Linked DNA regions of Canis lupus: region 1 is linked to region 2. The links are chromatin contacts, called in public Hi-C maps. All regions are on one chromosome and are shown on one strand. Each heading gives the region's core, a stretch centred on a gene start, on an enhancer-like site or on the middle of the called end of the contact. The rest is flanking DNA. Distances are from core to core; before and after follow the strand shown.

Evidence for each region. A called contact is a pair of places that touch in the nucleus more often than the background predicts.
Region 1: a contact with region 2 is called in a Hi-C map of liver, with 5 times the contacts expected there. The contact joins the promoter of XRRA1 here to the promoter of RPS3 in region 2. A contact is called at or near these places in 4 of 9 Hi-C or Micro-C datasets (amygdala, blood and liver).

Annotation. Positions count from the first base shown.
Region 1 is chr21:23,623,486-23,629,981 of UU_Cfam_GSD_1.0, forward strand. It overlaps XRRA1 (X-ray radiation resistance-associated protein 1), which reads left to right and starts at 1,602. Exons shown (of 17, transcript XM_038568623.1): 1 at 1,602-1,785; 2 at 4,552-4,607. SPCS2 (signal peptidase complex subunit 2) reads right to left here and starts at 1,446. Exons shown (of 5, transcript NM_001003324.2): 1 at 1,312-1,446. The coding sequence starts at 1,425.
Region 2 is chr21:23,300,629-23,307,418 of UU_Cfam_GSD_1.0, forward strand. It overlaps RPS3 (ribosomal protein S3), which reads right to left and starts at 1,896. Exons shown (of 7, transcript NM_001313777.1): 1 at 1,833-1,896; 2 at 385-515. The coding sequence starts at 1,862. It overlaps LOC119865100 (a small nucleolar RNA gene), which reads right to left and starts at 794; the gene lies at 647-794.

The DNA.
Region 1 (6,496 bases), core at 352-2,851, 320 kb after region 2:
GTGAGATGCTCATCAGCAGAAAGGCAGGATTTGTGTATGAAAATGAACATCAATTCCCAATACTCTCATGTGTCTTGGAGCAATTTACCATTCCAATCCTCAGAACGTGTTATGTTCCCTCTCTTTAAGATAGTTAAAGAGTGTGAACCATGCCATTCAAAACCAATGACACCCAAAAATAGAGGCAAAAAGACCTGGATCTGAACCCCTCTATATGTTCACCTATTTCTTTCTTAGGCATCTACCATGTGTTAGGCACAAGGATGTCTGAAAGCTGCTTTCCATTACAGCAAAAAAAAATCCTATTTACTATATTAAAGGCCCCATGCAACGTTTCTCCTCAAACTCCTACAATGAGAGAACTGGAAGGGACTAAGGGAACTTTAAGCTAAGTCCCTCATTTTACAAATGAGGCAACAAAGGGAGAACAAGTGTATTTCAAGGTCACACAGCTAAATCAGAGGCAAAACCAGTACTAGGACCTACATCTCCATGCAACTGTTTCTTCCAGGATGCTCCGCAAAGGGCAAGATGGGCCAACCGAGGAGCACACTTTTCTGTTTTTTCTTTTCCTTTAAGCCCTATTGATAGCACCTCAGTTTAAAAAAAAAAAGAACGGATGGTGGAGAGGCAAAGAGCCAACCCAGAGAAGGCAACAAGCTCATGAATTCGTGTCACTTACTGCCCTCGGTAGCAGGCAGAGGGGTAAAAGGGGGGGGGGGGGGGCGAAGACGACGAGGGAAAAAAAATCTTAGAGGCTTCCAGTCAGCCCAATAAGGTAAGTAAATACTCAAGTAAATTCAGTATTTTGAGTATCGCAATAAAACGCCTACAAACTTCAGTAAGCAAAAGGCCAGTGAGCACTTGAAATCTGTAGCAGCGCCCAAGTGTGGTGGTCGTAGAGGAGAGTTTGGGGACTACTGACTTCGAATAGCTGCGTTCATTCCTTCAGGCTTCAGTTTTCCCCGTCAGTGAAATGGGCACATCAACTGTGGTCCCACAGCACCTCCGAAGAAAAGTGTCGGCTGCATTGAAACGTAGGAATAATCAAATCAACCTAAGAAGCTGTGGTGGCTAGCGTTAAGGACCAGGCACACTTCCAAGAAGGAAAGAAGGCCTGATGAAGAGAGGGCTGGAGTTGGAGGTGTGGAGACATCGGGCTACAAGCGCCGGTAGGGTTCTGAAGGTGGGCCAGACGAGGACTACCCGCCGAGAAGCCACGGAAGAAAAGGGGGGCGGGGATGGGAAGGTGGGCTCGCCGCCTCCCGGGCCTCCCCAGGTTTCGGCTGTCCCCAAGAACAGGCTCCTCACCTTGTCCAACAAGCCGCTGCGGCCACTGCCGGACCCGCAGGTAGGACCACCGCCGGGCCCACTACTGCCTCCGCCACCACCAGTTCTCCCGCCCTGTGCAGACGCCGCCGCCATCTTGTCTGTCTCTGCGTCTCCCTCCCCTCCTACTTGTCCGAAGCCGATTGGCTGAGGCCGACGGCGTGACGCTCCGCCCGGAGTCCGTCGGGATCCGTAGTCCAGGCCGGATGACGCGAGGCGGCCAGCGGAAGTGGCCGCGGGGCTTGCCGGGACTTAGAGTAGTTGGAAGCTCAGTCCGCCGGTTGCCGCCTACGCCGCCTGCTGCCGCGTCGCGGTTACCAAGGGCTAGAAAAGGTAGTGGTAGGCGCCACCGTGGAGCCGCTCGGACATCCCCGGGAGGGTCGTAGGCGCGCTGCCCGCGTCGCCGGGACGCAGCCTCTGCGGACGCCTCGGAGGCGGAAGCGACGACGGAGGCAGGTGCGGCTGGAAGCTTAGTTTGCGTGAGGAATTAGGAGTCTCTTCACCCCGCAAAAGAGTTTCCAAAGGGGCGGCGGGAGCTCCAGCCCTGTTACAGCACTTACTGGTGATTCTCTCTGGTGACTGTCATCTAAGGTGTTAGTAATGTTTTCGTGCTGTAGAGAACTCACATTTGCTGAGTGTCCACGGTCGGCCGGGCTGTATAGCCGTCCTCTCGTAGTCCCTTAGCAGCCCGGTCGGATGAGGAAATTAAGCTTTCCCAAGGCGGGATAGCGCGGGATAGATAGCATGTATCAGAACCTGGTTTAGAAGCCAGGGCGTTTTAACGACCCTCCCCCCCTTGGTATGTTCCCTCTGCCACTCTGCTTTTTATTTACTTATTTTTTAAAGTATTTTATTTATTCATGAGAGACACAGAAGGAGGGAGAAGCAGGCTCCATGCAGGGAGCCTGACGTGGGACTCGATCCCAGGACTCCAGGATCAGGCCCTGGGCTGAAGGCAGCGCTAAACCGCTGAGCCACCCGGGCTGCCCTGCCACTCTGCTTTTAATAGCTTTAGGATGTAAGAGTATTCTAGATTTTTATTAATTCATTTTTTTCAACAATTTTTTTTTTCTTGAGAGGGGAAGTGCACTGGGGAGCGAGGTGGGCAAAGGAGCAGAGGGAAAGGGAGAGAGAGATATTTTTTTTTTCTATTTTAAGATCTTATTTATCTGAGAGAGAAGGCACAAGCAGGAGGGAGAGGGAGAAGTAGGCTCCTTGCTGAGCAGGGAGTGGCTGGGCTCTATCCCAGGACCCTGAGATTATGACCTGAACCTAAGGCAGACAGATGCTTAACCAACTGAGCTACCCGGGTGCCCCTGAGAGAGAGAATTTTTTTTTTAAGATTTTATTTATTCATGAGAGACACAGAGAGAGGCAGATTCCTCACAGGGAGCCCAATGTGGAACTTGATCCCTGGACCCCTAGGATCACGCCCTGAGTCAAAGGCAGACACTCAACCTCTGAGCCCCCCAGTCCTCCCTGAGAGAGAGAATCTTAAGCAGGCTCCACACCCAGTGTGGGGCTGGATCTCACCACCCAGAGATCACGACCTGAGCTAAAATCAAGAGTCCACTGCTTAACCACCTGAGCCACCTGGCACCCTGTTTCCATAAATATTTATTGAAGTGTACTAAGGGATACTGGAAGAGCAAGATAGATCTGTTCACTACTCTCTTGGGACATCTATTCTAGTGACCTAGACTTATCACATAACGGGATTATACTATGATCTCTTACATTGCAGCACTTGTTCATTTGTTTTTTTAATCACTGTGAATCCCTAAGTGTCAAAATATTGAACCAGTACTGAGTGCTTACTATGTAGCAGTCACTGTTCTGGTCACGGGATGTATTCTTGAATAATATGCGAAATATAGGCAAAATACCTGTCTTGATGAAGCTAACATTTGTGTGATAATCATTTTCACTAAATAATATTATACGAGATTTTTTCACCTCTGTGAAGCAATCCAGGTACCCGTATATCTTTTTGCTTTTTATCTTTTACACCTTCTCGTTTTTCATGACCCAGCTCAAATGTCACTTGCTCTGTGAAACCTTTCCTGATCCTTATTTTTTCCTTCTTTGCAGACAGAATGAAGAACTCCATGGCATTGAGTTTATGGTTCAGTTTAGTTCAGTAAACACTCATTGAACCTCTTCAATGGGCAAGACCCTGTATGAAGTGCTGGGGATAAAGATATAGGTAGGACCTAGGCCTGGCCTTTGAGGGGCTCACAGCCTGGAATTGGGAGTGTGAGGAGTGGGGAACAGACAGGTAACTACAGCATGGTGGAGTGTTCCAATTAAGAGGTGGACTGAGGTGGTAGCACAGAGAAGGGTCAACCTGAGGAGGGGGAGATCCAGGAAAGCTGTCTGTATGAGCTAGGCGAAGAAGAGGGGCAGAAGTGTTATAGACCAAAGGAATGGAGCAGCACATGGATGTAAATGAGCATCATTACTGTGTGCGTGTGTGTGTGTGTGTGTGTGAGAGAGAGAGAGAGAGAGAGAGAGAGAGAGAGGAGACGTTACAATTAACACTGAGATTAGCTGCTTCACGTTTGAGATAGAGACCCAAGGTAGCTGAAGATAACTAGGCAGGCAGCCGTTAAGCTTGGAACTCGGACTTTCTTTTTCCTACCATCCAGATAAAGTTCATACTTTCCTTAGGGTTACTTTCTAGACCAGGTAACATGGGGATTATGTGCCTTTCCTAGCCCATTTTTTTAAATCCACACCTTCTCACCTGGTATTCTTTATTGGGACTTGGAATTTCCCTAATGAATTAGTTGTGTCTGGGTCTCTATGCCCTCCACAGGTCTAAGTCATCCTTTATTTATGTATAGCGAGTATCTTTTCCCAAATTGTGTCTTATCTTTCAACTCTGTCTTTGCTGTTTTTATCATACATAGATTTATTTTGTATTAATTATATTAAAAGATCCTTCCTTCCTGATTTGTGATTTGCACATCTTATTTAAGCACTGTAGCCTCACTTCATCATCACAAAATTACTCTCTTGTTCACCTTCCTGTCCATGTTTCTGTCTCAGTCTATTTCTGGGATCTTTAGTTTTATGGGTTTTTTTAAGGCCCCAGCTGAGACATATTTTGGATACCAGCTGAGACACGTTTTGGAGCCTACATGAGTAGGATGTAACTAATGAGAAAGTTCAAGAACTCTGAATGGCAGGCTAAGAAGGAGTGTAATATCTATTTTACAGGTGAAGAAACAAAAAAAAAAGGAAGTCAAGGGGTCTTTCCCAAGGTTGAAGATCAAGTAAGTACTATACAGATCAGAATCAAGGTCCTTATATACTGTAAGTCGCTGGAGTCTTCTCCCAACAGTCATCATCTCTAACATTCCCCAGCCAGCTATTTACTCATTCATCCATTCACCTATGTAGCAGATAGATATGATTAATCACAAGAGAGATTTCCTGAAAGACAGATTGACTGAATGATTATCAATCTTTCCCCATCAATCTATCCATTCATCTTCCCAACACATTTTTAGTGAATTCTAGGTTCAATGGTAGCTTCTGGAATTAAATAGGTGAGTAAGATATCAGGGGACCCACAGCAGGTGAGAAGTTTATTAAGGGGAACAAACAATTATAATAAAGGGATAAGCATTATACTAGGAGAGGTATAGAGTACTGTGGGAACACACAGGGCATCCAACCCCTTTTGGGATGGTAAAAGGTCAGAAAATTCATAGTGCCCTGTGTTGAACCAGAGGAGATACCAACATCACTCATTTATTCCACAGATAGTTGTGGGATCTATTATGTGCTAGGTGCTGTGTTAGGTACTGGGAATAAAGAAGTGAGTGTCATAGGTGCTCTTTTTCCTTTAAAGGAATTTAGAATCTAATTAGGGAGATCAGAAATATGTATAAAAACCTTTGGGCCCTGGGAATACATCTTATCCTTCATTTGGCTCACACATGTTTATTGGGTATTTCCTATAAGCATCCCAGAGGTGAAAGAGAGATGGTGGATTGGATATGTTTCCAGACTTGGAGGTTCACAGACCACTGAAGGAACCCCTTCATGATCAATAGTAATCTTTTGAGGTAGAAAGGGCTCCACCATTTTCTCCAGCTAGAAAAAAAAAAAAAAAATCCAGCATTTAGCCAAAGTAGCTAATTTCCCTCTAGAAGGTTTAGTGAAGACGTTGTGGAAAGGGTAGCATCTGGACCATGTCTAGAAAGAAGCTTTTTAAAAATGTATTACCTCATTTACTTCTTATAGTAATTCTCCAAGGCACAGGTTTTTATCTTCATTTTACATGTGAGAGATTTGAGGCATGAAGAGATAGCCTAGTCACTTAGCTTGGTGGCAGAAACTAGACTCAAATTTAAGCCTCCTATCTCCAACAAAATTGTTGCCTTTCCTACTGCACCACTCTACATATTTATCACTTACAGAAAACATTTTCTCAGGACATCTGATCCTATGTCTCCACTCTACTCCTTCCTTTTACTGAATCTCATTCCAGACCCTCATTTCAGGAGCCACATTGTCCTAGCCAGGTACTTACAGGGTAAGTCTCTGACTCTGTTGAAAGTTGTCTGCAGTTGTTTCAAAGCAGATCTGGGAATGCCTGGATCTCTTTATTATTTTTTTTTAAGATTTTATTTATTTATTTGAGAGAGAGAGAGAGAGAGCAGAACAAGACAGCACGAGGGAGGGCAAGCAGAGGGAGAGGCACAAGCAGACTACCTGCTGAGCAAGGAGCCTGACTTAGGCTTGATCCCAGGATCCCAGGATCATGACCTGAGCCAAAAGCTCTCACCTAATCCACTGAGCCACCCAGGTGCCCCCTGGCTGGATCTCTCTGTCTCTGTCTCTCTCTCTTTTTTTTTTTTTGGCTGGATCTCTTTAAAGAAAAATCTCAAATCTCCAAGAGCTCAAGATTTAAGAAATTTAGATCTTACATTAGAGATTTATATCTAACAGAAGTAGCATTTAAACCATCTTTTTTTTTTCTTTTTTCTTTTTCTTTTTTCTTTTTTTTTTTTTTTTTTTGAGAGGGAGAGGGTAGGGAGGGGACAGAGGGAGACAGAGAGAATCTTAAGCCGGCTCCATGCCCAATGCGGAGCTCAGTCTCACAAACCTGAGATCGTGACCCGAGCCAAAATCAAGAGTTGGATGCTTAACCAAC
Region 2 (6,790 bases), core at 646-3,145:
ACAAGAGCTAGAATCAGATTTAAAAGGCAGTTACGAAAATACACATTTGTGGGGTGCCACGTTGGCTCAGTTGGTAAGTGTCTGCCTTTGGCTCAGGTCACTCAGGTCAAGATCCCAGGGCCCTGGGATCAAGCCCGGCAAAGGGCTCCCTGCTCCTCCCTCAGCCCCTCAACACCCCCTCCCATCCTCCGCTTTGCACTCTCAGTCAAATGAATAAAATCTTTTTTTTTTTTTTTCAAATGAATAAAAATCTTAAAAACAAAAACAAACCACTTACGTTTGCTAATAAGGCCAATTCACTGGTTCTCCCTGGAAGTTTACAGAATACACCAACCTAGCATATACAACAAGTAACAGGTGCTAACCAGGAAAATGAGATCTCACCTGGTGGCCAGGATAATGATTTCTGTCCTGGTTGGTGTAACTCGGACCTCAACCCCAGAGTAGCCATCTTCAGCGAGCTCCCGAGTGAGAAACTCATTCAGTTCAGCTTTGAAGATGCCATCAGCGACAAACTAACCAAAAGGGAAAATTCACAATTAGAACGTGGGATGGCAGGGTCATTGTCCTTCTGCCAATGCAACACCTCATACAAACATCCCATCATCACTCTTACTACCCTTGTTCCAACACAGAATTTAACAACCCTTCTCAGACAAATGCCTCTAGATCGTCCTTTGGAAGTTACTTTAACCCAAGGACCCTTAAAACTGCCACAGAACGCAGCAAGGAGTAGGGGCCGCCTGGCAAAGATAACACCTCCAGTCAGACTCGTCATCTTCTCTTCATTGAAGGGTTTTAAAGACTTCTTTAGGAGTAGCACATGCCAAACAAACAGCTGCTCTAAAATGGCACATTCACGGGATGCCCAGGTAGCTCAGCAGTTAAGCGCCTGCCTCCGGTCCAGGGCGGCGCAGGGCGTGATCCTGGAGTCCCGAGATCCAGTCCCACATCGGGCTCCCTGCATGGAGTCTGCTTCTCCCTCTGCCTGGGTCTGTGTCTCCCATGAATAAATAAGTAAAATCTTAAGATAAATAAAATAAAATGGCACATTCACAACTCCTTCTGTCTGCAGAGCAGAGATGCTACCTTTGTAACCCATGAAAATACGCTGCCTTCAGGGACCATCAGAAGACTCCCAGCCATGTTATCTTGCCTACAGTACATGTCTCACAAAGCTGAACTCTAATTCGAAAAAGTGTGTGGATTTGCACGACGCTGTGTACACACACAAAATGACAAGTTAGTTGCCTCTTTCTAAAGCAAGCGGACTTTACAGTTTCCGCCTGCGGAAAAGCGAAAAGTTAAAGCTCGATCCAGTGCTCTGTCCGGTTCTCCTCCCTCCCGGTTACTTTCTCCGCGGTAGAGACGGGGCAAGATACAGCAGCCTCTCCAACCGAGGTCTCGGGGGTCAGAGGGCCGCGCCCCGACACGAAGAAGGCGTGCACACGCCACCTCCCCCCCCCAAAGTCCTAGTGAGAGACATTAGGGGGAACGGCCCAACCTCTCAAAATACGCTTACTAAAGCTACCTGTTAACCAAGTAATGCTCCCAAGCGCTTTGTCTCGGGCGGGAGGGGCGCCCGGTGCTCACGTCTGGTCTTCGCCCAGAAGCGGCAGACGTCTCTCATCACTCCCTTCCGCCGCCAAACCGCGCTCGCCTGGCTCGGGCCTCGCATTCAATCCACCGCCATCCGCGGTCCGCGGGAATGCCACGCGGCCCAGGCCGCTTCCCGAAGCAGGGCTCGAAGCTGAGGGTCTCGCGACGGCATCTCGACAAGCCTCGACCCGCGCGGCACCACAGATCCCCGAACCTAGACCCCAGCGTCTTACCTTCCTCTTCTTGGAAATTTGCACCGCCATCTTGCCGCCGCGCGCCCCGGAAAGAAAAGGAAGTGGCTCGTGGGCGGAAGTAGGTATAAAGGGCGCGAGCTACGACAAAGAACTGCGCGACGTCGACGCCTGTAGGCGCTCCTGGGAATTGTAGTTTTTAGGAAGGCATTAAAGAGGGGAAAAAAAGGAGGGGTAATGGAGACACGTATAGGCAGAAACAGGAAAGGGAGCAGATCAATCAGGGGAGCTTAGGTCCAATTCTTATTAGCTTAAGTGAGCAACGTGAGGCGCAGAGATGGAAATTACAGGTATAAACTCACACAGCAACAGCGTGCAATCCTAGTCCCTGCACTCTACACTCAATGAAATTCGTTTAGGTCCAGCCCTTCTGTGTCCGTTTTCTCTGTTCCAAATGCTGGCGATATAAATATCTAATATTTATTAAATATGCTAGGGACTGTTCTATGCCCTTTATATTATGAACTCATTTACCTCTGCCTCACTTTCATAAAGTCCATTAAAACTAGTAACGGAAGTCACCAAGTAGTGGTTCATGGGGTCACAATTATTTTTCCGTTAAAAAAAACTGTACCCCTTATATTTTGAAATTTTCAAGCACACAGGAAGGTTGAAAGAATTATGTATATGCGTCACTAAGGTGATCCAATTAACATTTTTGCCATATTTGCTTTATCCCATATCTATCCATCCCTCTATCCACCCAAGGGTGCATCTTTTGATCTTTTTCAAGGTAAATTACAGCCCTCTGCACACTTTACTCTGAAACACCTCAACAACAGTTTTATTGAGAAATAATTGGCATACATCACTGTATACGTTTGAGGCATGCAGCATGATGCTTTGATTTACAAATATTGTGAAATGATGACCAAAATAGGTTCAGCTAATACCCATCGTGTCATACAGATACAATAAAAAGAAAAGAAGAAAAGAAAAACAAGTTTTTCTGTGATGAACAGTTTTATTTTAAATTTGAATAGTTTTTTTTTCAAAGATTTATTTATTTATTCATGAGAGACACAGAGAGAGTGAGGCAGAGACACAGGCAGAGGGAGAAGCAGACTCCCCACAGGAAGCCTGATGCAGGACTGGATTCCAAGACCCCCAAGATCACAATCTGAGCCAAGGGCAGATGTTCAACCACTGACCTACCCAGGTGCCCCTTAAATTTGAATAGTTTGCCTACATTTAAAAATCAGGAAACTTCTCTATAAAACTCTTTTAAGCTTCTCTTAAAAATACAGAAAGATCCAGCAAAATACTAGACCTACATTTCCTCATGGCAGCCCTCTCCTTCCCTGTTTTATGGCGAAGGGCTTTCCAACATGCCACAATCCCTGGCATCTTCACTCATTCATTGTCTGGCTCTAGAAGCCATTTGAGCTTTTCCCCAGCAGCAGAAAGAATCTGATGCAAAGTTCTGTCCTATACTCATGGAATCACCAGAGTTCTCGGGGGAGCAGAGCAGAGGGACCAGGGAAGATGAAAAGAAGTTGATGGACCAAAGAGATAAGGAGGCTATGGAGCTATGTATCTTGGTGATGGACTGAGGTTGAGGAGGAATTGAGGATACCCCAGTTTCTGACTCCAGCGGTGGAAGCTTGGTGACAACCCTCACTGAGATGAGGAACCCATGATCAGGCTTTTTTTCTGTGTGTTGTCTCCCTGTGCTCTCTGCTCCTTTCCTTATCCAACTCCATGGTCTATTAATTCAATGGTGCCAGACTGATATAGTCTCCACCCTTGTGAGTCTGACCTCTGTGTGCCCCCACTCAGGGCATGGGCACTGTGGGAGCCAGAAGGGGAGCACCCCTTGCATGCATGCTGGGGTCAGCATATTTCCTTGTTCAGATATGTCCCTCATCCTCCTACAGTGTCTGTTCTAATCTTTGCCAAATCAGAACCTCTCCCTCACTCTCAGCAGTCAACTTGCTTCCTAACCCTTTGTCCCCAGGTAGATTATACCGGCAAGAACTGCCTCTCACCCATCTTAGAATTGTATGTGTCCTTGGCCCTCCCTCCCTACTCAGGAAAGAGACTTCTGGTTCACATTTAGTTTTCTTCTTTTGAGACCTTGCCCTAGCAGTCATGGCTTATCTTTCCTGTGATACTATTCTTTTACTGGCTCTTTCCTTCCCTGTGCTAAGTATGTCACTCTCTCTTAGTTGCTCCCATAACCATAACACCTTGTCTCATTGGGTTGGAATGGGCTGCTTATGTCCCACTAGACCATCAACACCAAACCTGTTTTGTTCATTACATCCAGAGCCTAGGGTATGGCCTGGCTTAAGCCCAGTGTCAGTAAAAGTTTGATGAGCAAATAAATCAATGCATGGATTCTGGCTTTAGATCATTTCCTAGTAGCATGGTTCATATGAATTTGCTGGCAAGTACCATATCTGAACCAAACCCTGGAGACCCAAAACTGAGCATCAGACCATGGTGAGTTCTTGGAGGTAAATCCACTGCTGAAGGCTTCATAGTTGCTCATTTACTGCCTTTCTCCAGTGACACTAAGAGGCTGCCTTCTAGGTATTGTGCTCTGGTTCCAGAAGGAAGCCCAAAAAGGAAGCCTTTGTCTTTATCATGATGCCTTACATTTTATCTAAGACCATTATAATAAGATATTAAATTACTCAAAATAACACCATAAAAATAATAGTGGTCACAATACACTGAACTCTAATCCAAGAAGGAACTGTGAGAGTGATTTAATCTCCCCCTGGGTCTCTGAAGTGTAGACAAAGCTCACTGTGTTGAGCCTACAGTGCCACAGAAGAATCCCCAGAACTGGAAAGAGGGAGCCTTGTGTATGAGAACACATACGGCCACATGCAGGCCATGCCAGGGCTCTGCGAGTGCCACACAAGTAGGTACTTTCTTGAAATTCCTGAAAACTGAAGGGGAAATTTGCCCTGGCTGAACAAATACACTGCACGATTTTGGAAGACAGTGTAGTCACTTGAAGACCAGAACAATGGAATCTCATAAAAAGCTTTAAACTTACCTGACTCCCACTAGAGGAAGTCCACATGAAAAAAAGAGAGAGATTTTTTTTTTAAGATTTTATTTATTTCTTCATGAGAGACACAGAGAGAGGCAGAGACACAGGCAGGAGAAGCAGGCTCTCTGCAAGGAGCCTGATGCAGAACTTGATCCTGGATCCTGGGATCACGCCCCGAGCCAAAGGCAGGTGCCCAACCACTGAGCCACTTAGGCATCCCAAAAAAGAGAATTTAAATACTGCAAGTGGAGGCACCTGGGTGGCTCAGTCAGTTGGGTGGCCAACTCTTGGTTTCAGCTCTGATCGTTAGATCGAGCCCCACCTCAGGCTCCAGGCTCACAGGAGTCCGCTTAGATTCTCTCTGTGTCCCTCCCTCCTCCCACACTTGCACGCTCCCTCTCTCAATGAAAAAATAAAATATTTAAAAAACAGTAATAAATAGTGCAAGCGAGGGAGGGAGTGCCTGCCTCCCTCCTCCATGAGCACCTGGCTCCCAATGAGGTAGACAGAGGGCACTTCCACTCCTGCGGATTGTCTAGGTCTCACTTCTCTGAGGGCCTCTCAGAGTGAACAGCTTGGTGGGCTGAGTGTTTGAAGAATTATGTTTTTTTTTCTACAAGATCCCTGAATAAGCTAACAACTTCATCTAGTGTTTGACCAAAGAACTGAAGATCTATGCCAGTCCTGGAGGAAAAACTGAATTCTTAGAAGGTGCATTGGTATCCACGAGGGCGCTTCTGGAGAGATTATTGTACTAGGGTAACATTGACCATATTCGGTTATCACTCACTTTATTTATTTTTTTAAATGTTTATTTATTTATGATAGAGAGAGAGAGAGAGGCAGAGACATAGGCAGAGGGAGAAGCAGGCTCCATGCACCGGGAGCCCAATGTGGGATTCGATCCCAGGTCTCCAGGATCGCACCCTGGGCCAAAGGCAGGCGCTAAACCGCTGCACCACCCAGGGCTCCCTATCACTCACTTTAGATTCTAAGGCCCCACAGTAGGACATGATGATGCTGTCACATTCTTGTTGATTTCATTAGAAATCATCAGTGACTCACTCTGGGCCTGGAATTGAATCTCTGGATATGAAGAGAAGAATACTGTAGAATAAATATAAAAAAAATATTTTTTTTACTGCATTTGTATCGATACTAAAATCTGATACCCCTCCTTACAATAAAAATCAGATCCAGTGTATGATGGAAGGGTGTGAGAAATCCTCGCACTGAGGGGAGGAGGGGATATGAATTGAGTTTCCTTGTGGAGGGTAGCTTGATGGCACCTACTATCACTCAAGACGTAGATTTCCCAGCAAATACACTCCGTTTTATCTACTCCAGAAAAACACTTACAGAAATGTACGTGGAGGTAAGGGCAAGAATACTCTTTCTGCAGTATTACCAGTAGTGAAAAAATAAATTAAAAACAGCCCAAAATCCCTTCAGTAAGGAAATGGCTCTGGAATATCATGTAGCCATTAAAGAGAATGAAGTGATTCAATATATGCACGCGAAAGGAGTACCAAGAGGGCACCTGGGTAGCTCAGTGGTTGAGCATTCGCCTTTAGCTCAGGTCGTAATCCCAGAGTCCTGAGATCAAGTCCCGCATCAGGCTCTCCGAAGGGAGTCTACTTCTCCCTCTGCCTCTTTCTATGTGTCTCTCATGAATAAATAAAAAAATATGAAAAAAATAAAGAAGGATCTATAGCCAAGTGCTAGATAGTTAAGCCTATTTCTGGGAATGGAACAGTATTGAAGAAGATTAAGGGACAATTTACTTTATTGCTTTCCTTATAATAAAAACATATCCATTACCTGTGAACTTAAAAACAAATAAAGAAAAAATTGCAAGAGCCACTTATGGTTTAGATTTCTGATCACTTGGGAAACAGTGTGAATGTCCCAGCCTCCAACACCCAATGCCACA